Regions from separate parts of the Zea mays genome. Here region 1 is linked to region 2. The links are chromatin contacts, called in public Hi-C maps. All regions are on one chromosome and are shown on one strand. Each heading gives the region's core, a stretch centred on a gene start, on an enhancer-like site or on the middle of the called end of the contact. The rest is flanking DNA. Distances are from core to core; before and after follow the strand shown.

The links. A called contact is a pair of places that touch in the nucleus more often than the background predicts.
Region 1: a contact with region 2 is called in a Hi-C map of ear, with 2.2 times the contacts expected there. The contact joins the enhancer-like site here to the promoter of LOC100382964 in region 2. A contact is called at or near these places in 2 of 25 Hi-C or Micro-C datasets (ear and tassel).

Annotation. Positions count from the first base shown.
Region 1 is chr3:92,531,316-92,534,015 of Zm-B73-REFERENCE-NAM-5.0, forward strand. No RefSeq gene overlaps it. Among protein-coding and RNA genes, the nearest start is that of LOC109945042, 13 kb to the left of the region's middle. Within about 2 kb of position 1,281, at least 18 of the 20 cell types and tissues checked have an H3K27ac peak or open chromatin away from gene starts, as enhancers often do. A contact at or near this core is called in ear and tassel, where this site is marked.
Region 2 is chr3:92,012,746-92,015,445 of Zm-B73-REFERENCE-NAM-5.0, forward strand. LOC100382964 reads left to right here and starts at 1,323. Exons shown (of 3, transcript NM_001175648.1): 1 at 1,323-1,726. The coding sequence starts at 1,688.

The sequences.
Region 1 (2,700 bases), core at 31-2,530, 520 kb after region 2:
TTGGAATGAGTGTTGATGTGTTGTGGCCCTTGGTTCGCAATGACATCTGTTTACTAGGTGAGTGTCGTAGAGTTAAGTAGTTGGGTTCTCCCCCTGCTCTCTCTGATCCGTCTGTACTTACCTTTTCTCGCTATTCTTTCCTCTTGCGCCTATCCATTTGGCAACCTCCAACTCCTCCAAATCAGTCAAGATCAGAGTCGGCAGCATCTTCATCAAGTGTGTATCAATGCTCCTATAAAGGGGTTAGCCGCTAACCCCAATGAAGACAACGCGATCAACATCAACCAACAAGATCAGAGTGGCACAACGAAAGCGTGTGTGGGTCCTAACCCACAGGTCCAAGAGATCCTCAAGAATTGCATCAATCAGTCTCAATCATCTAAAGGTCAAAGCAACCGGTCCGCAAATTAAAGTTGCCAGAGTCAAAGTCGAGTTAGAAGAAGCTATGAAAGACCGATGAACCAATCTCATTTTCTTGCTTGCCTCTTCTTGAATCTCGAGGGCGAGGTTTCTGTTAAGGGGGTTAGATTTGTAACACCCTGAATTTGGGGTGTAAAATTTCTTTTTTCTAATATCCACCAAATTCAGGTGTTACCCTCTCTTTTCCTTGCTTTTCTATTTTTTTAATAATGAAGTGTTATTTTGTTAACGTAAGCCTACTGAATTGAACCCTAGGGAAGCTTTGTGTGCTGCATTTCATGCTGAAGCATAGTTTTGATTGCTATCGCATTTAGTTTTATTTAAATTATTTTGGGCTGGATCTAATATATATTTAATTTCTACTATTCCTATATATACGAAAAGAAGAGAAATAAAAAAGAAGAGAAAAGAATTAAAAAAAAGAGAACGGTCGTTCAGCCCATCTCCCTGAACCACCATGCTCTCATCTCCCCTCACTCTCTCATTCTTACAGGTGGGCCCATGCGTCATCTCCTCCACTCCTCCCTCTATCTCCATTGTGATTCCCTTTCCTGCTCACGTCGTTGGCGGTTCCAAGTTTCCCCGACGAGCACGCCCTCTCTCCCTGCGCGTCCGACCATCCCAGGACTATCTCCCACGCCTGTCTCTCCTCTCCCCTCAGAGTTGTAGTGGTCGTTCGGCTCGATTGCCTGGCGCGACGGAGCAGCACGATCCGTGGCCAGCTCATCTGCCCAGCGCGGCAGCCTCGGCTCGGCGGCCCACGACCTACCAACGCAGCGGCGCGCTGGCTCGGTGCGACAGCCTTCACAGCTCGCCCACAGCGACGTGACGACCCAGGCGTGGCCATGGCACGTAGGGCCCACCACGCCCCAGCTCAGCAGCGCACCCTCCCCCTCGACCCACCCTGCGCAACCGCAGCCGCTGCCCCTGCCCTGGACCATCTCGGCCATTTGGCCCAGCGCGCCCCCAGCCCACCTCTCGTGCTGTCTGCCTGGCTGCACAACGTGCACGCGTGGACAAGTTGCCTAGCCCGCAAGGCACTATTCATCTTCCCAAAACCACCTCTCTCCTCTGGCTATGCCCATGTCCCCTCTCCCTCACCAAAACCGCTCGCCCAGCCGCCCATGACGCTCCAGATCAGCACTATGCTGCTCGCCCTCGCCTCTCTGGAGCTGCTCGTCGCGCCGCCAGATCGACGTCTGCTCGCCGCTGCCGTGTAGGTATGCTCCATGGCGTCCTCCCACTCCCACCTCGTCCCGGCGAGCTCACCCTGTGCCATGTCGCGCTTTGCCTCATCGTCTGCGTCATGCCGCCGGTGAGCCGTCGTGCTGGCTGCTAGCCCACCGAGCTCTCCTGCACGCGCACCGTCAATCAGCCCGCCCAGCCGTGCCTCCACCTCCCCATCTGCTGACGGGTCCCATGCGCTCGCCGTGGCACCATCCACCGCGCCCCTCTCGTGCTCCACCGCCGCCGGCCATGGACCCTGCTCCACAGGCCGCATCATCGTCGCCTGGCCATGGCCGCCGACGCCGACGTGGTCCATTCCATTCCCTGGCCAGCAACTGACTCGCTTGAATGCCCCTTGCGGTTAATCGTACGCGTCATGCATGGGTGCAAGAAGGAAAAGGCATGCAAGTAGAAATGCTCGTGGGCCCCATGTTGCATGTCGTATTCCCCTCCTGGCTGCATGCGATCAAGGGAAATAGTCCTCCAAGGATCCGATGTGGATGCAAAATCCATGACCATCCTTGGGATTTGGCTCAGACCAATCACAACGCACCACATCACTTTAAATTTGCGGTTTATTAAATACATGTTAGAGTTTATGTTAAATCCATTTTATTTTATTCGGATTGCGTTAGCTTCGTAATAATGTCATGCACACATTAAAAATATTGTTTTGTCGAGACCCATGTTTTATTTATTTAGTTAATTGTTAGTTCGTTCGTTGGTTATTAAAAAATAACAGTTAGTTAAAACTAACTTATCGTTTTAAGCTACCCTTTTATAAATACATGTTAATGTGATTATGCCAATTCAAATGTTTTTTAATTTATTCTTGCTTAGTATAAACGTGACATTAGTTAGTCATTCGCGTGTGTCGTGCGCACCGTTTTCGCGTGTCGTACACATTGTCGCGTGTCGTTCGCGCAGTATCGCGCGCTGTCCACGCGTGATATTAAACCCTTAGCTTATAATCTCTCATGTCAGTTAATTAGCTATTTCTTTAATCGTCGACTATTAAAATAGTAAGTTAGTCAAAACTAAGTAGTAGTCAAT
Region 2 (2,700 bases), core at 73-2,572:
ACCGAAATCGGTAGCAGAGCCACCACATTCCGCATGAACCCTATTCGACCAATTCGGACCGTCCGCACACAGTGCCAGATCGTCCAAAAACATCAATGGACGGTCCAACAACATGGCCGGACAGTCCGCGCACTCAGTCAGATAGTCCCGTATCTGACCAGACAGTCCGACGCAGAGTATTATCACCCATCTGTATACCCATCTCAGCCAATGTAACACCCTGAATTTGGGGGTATAAAATTTCTTTTCTAATATTCACAAAATTCAAGTGTTACCCTCTCCTTTACCGATGTTCTCCTATTTTTTCTAAATAGTGGAGAGTTATTTTCTATATATATATAGGCATTAACTTAGTAAAATAAAAGCCTAGCTAGAGAGGCTTTGATTGTCACATTCATGCTGTTGCATAGTGTGTATGACTGCAAAAAGTTGTGCTACTCGGGTCTTGCCCTTTCTGGGTCTTGCCCTTTTTGCGAGATCGTCAAACCGCTCTTCTCCTCGCGAACGTTGTGCTACTCGGGTCTACCTCGTCTACCCCCGCCTACCACATTGCCTCGCCTCGTCACGTAGTGCCTCACGTGTTGTACGTGCAACCACTTTTCTTCCTCACTAGTTCCTCTCAGTCATTCCAGTACCACGTGCGTCAGGGATATTCTTCTTCAATTACCTCTCCCGTTCCACTCAGCTTGTTGGGTTTGAACCCATGGAAAAACAACAACCACCTTGACTAGCCCCACTTTCCTAATCACCTCGCGTCCGCTCTTGTCCACCTCGCCCACGAACTGCCACATCCATACAAGAAAGTTTGTATCCTATGCAGTCTCGTACAGCCCACACGACCTCTCTTCCCTCTATGTAGTAGCGCTAGCCATGGCAACTGCCGCCCATGGAGCAGTCGTGCTCTACTTCCCTGGCGATGAGCATGACCGGGATATTCTCCTCACGCGAGCACGACATCCTCGGCCCACTGCGCTGACCCACTTCGCGCCTGGTGCCCTCTCCCGCTGGCCCATTGCGGCCTAGCCCCTTTGCTCTGTGTGCATGGGTGGTCCTATGCCAGCAGCGCTCCCGTGTGGCTCGTCTGCGCCCAGGCGCACCCGCGCAGGGAGCAAGCCAAGGGCCCACACGTCAGCTTGTCGCTTCCTCCTAAAACTGTCAGCCGCAGCTCACGTTTTTCTTGCTCGGATCACGCAGCGCGCGTGCCCAGTCCTCCTAGCCACTGTTCATCTACTCTCGAACCACCCAAGAACTAATCTCGCCCACGACGCGCCTCAGTTTTCTTCCCCTCCCCTAGATCCGGAATGGCGATTGCGGTCGAACTGCTGCTATGGCTGGCCGAGCCCCCTGCTCGCGCCTTCAGTTCGTCCAAACATTGCCAAGTCCCTCCCTAGTTTGAGCTCCCTCCCTGCTCCAGCTTTGTCTAAGTCGCGCAGCCTCCAGCCATGCGCGAGCAGCCGTTGTCCGCCCCTGCCCTGCCGTGCTCCGGCCAGACCACCCACAGGCGTGTCAAGGCAGGATAAGGCCCATGCGCGCGATAGCGGCCGGCCTGACCCTCGTCTGCGTGGCCTAGTGGCTAGCCTGTGGCCCGGCGTGATCAGCCTGCCATTGCGGCGGCGCAACCCGCCATCCTCGCCGTCGTCATGCCCGTGTCCTCGTCGTCGCTCGTGCGCTGCGTCGTGCACGCAACATGTCGTCGTATCTCGCCTCGTCTCGCCGTCGTCGCGAGGTAAGCCTCGCCTACCCCTTGCACGCAATTTACATGAGCTTCGCACGACAACACGCAAATCGCAAAATACGCGCTTTAACAAATTCATTTTGTCGTATCGTTTAGGTTAAATAATTAGTTAATGGTGTGGTGTTATCGGTTGTTAAAAAATATGATAGTTCAATCGAATCTAGCTTATAATTTTAATTATGCGATTGTAAATACGCGACAATGTGATTTTTAACCACTTTGATATTGTATTTAATATCTATTTAGTGTTTGGTAAAAAATCAACATTTAGTTAGTGATTCTCGTGTGCTGCTTCGCGCGTCGCACGCACGTCGCGCGTTGTCCGCTCGCTATCCGCCTGTACTGTTCGTGTACGTTGTCACCGCCCATTCTGCGTGTGTCGCGTGCCCTATTCTACGCGTATCGTGTGTTCTATTCGCACGACGATCGCGCATGCTATTCACATGTCGTCATTCGCTCGAGTCGCAATTCGTGCACCTTAATAAAATTGTTTATTAGCCACGAATTATTAGCTATTCAATATATAATGCGCCATAAATATGTCTGGATTCGTTTCAGTCGCGTCAACTCTGTAGCAACACCGATTTCATATTAGTAACGTATTTTATCATGTCGCAAGTTCTAATTGTTTAATTAGTTGTTCATTCGACACTTATTAAATAAAATGACCTTCTAATTAAAACTAGTTTATAGTTTTTAACTCACACTTTTATAAATAAATATTAACTCGATGAACACCAACTTAAACGCTTTTCAGTCAACACTTGTTTATTATAATCGCGTTATCTGTTAGCGATTATCACACGTCGCCGTTGTTCGTTCGCGCGTTCGCGCCGCGTGTCTGGCACGCGCGTTGTTGCGTGCTGTTCGCGCGCATCGTCACGCGTCATTTGCTCATGGTCGTACGTGGTCGTGCGCGCTTTTCCGTGTGCTCCTTTGCACGTGACGCGCACACTGTTCTCACG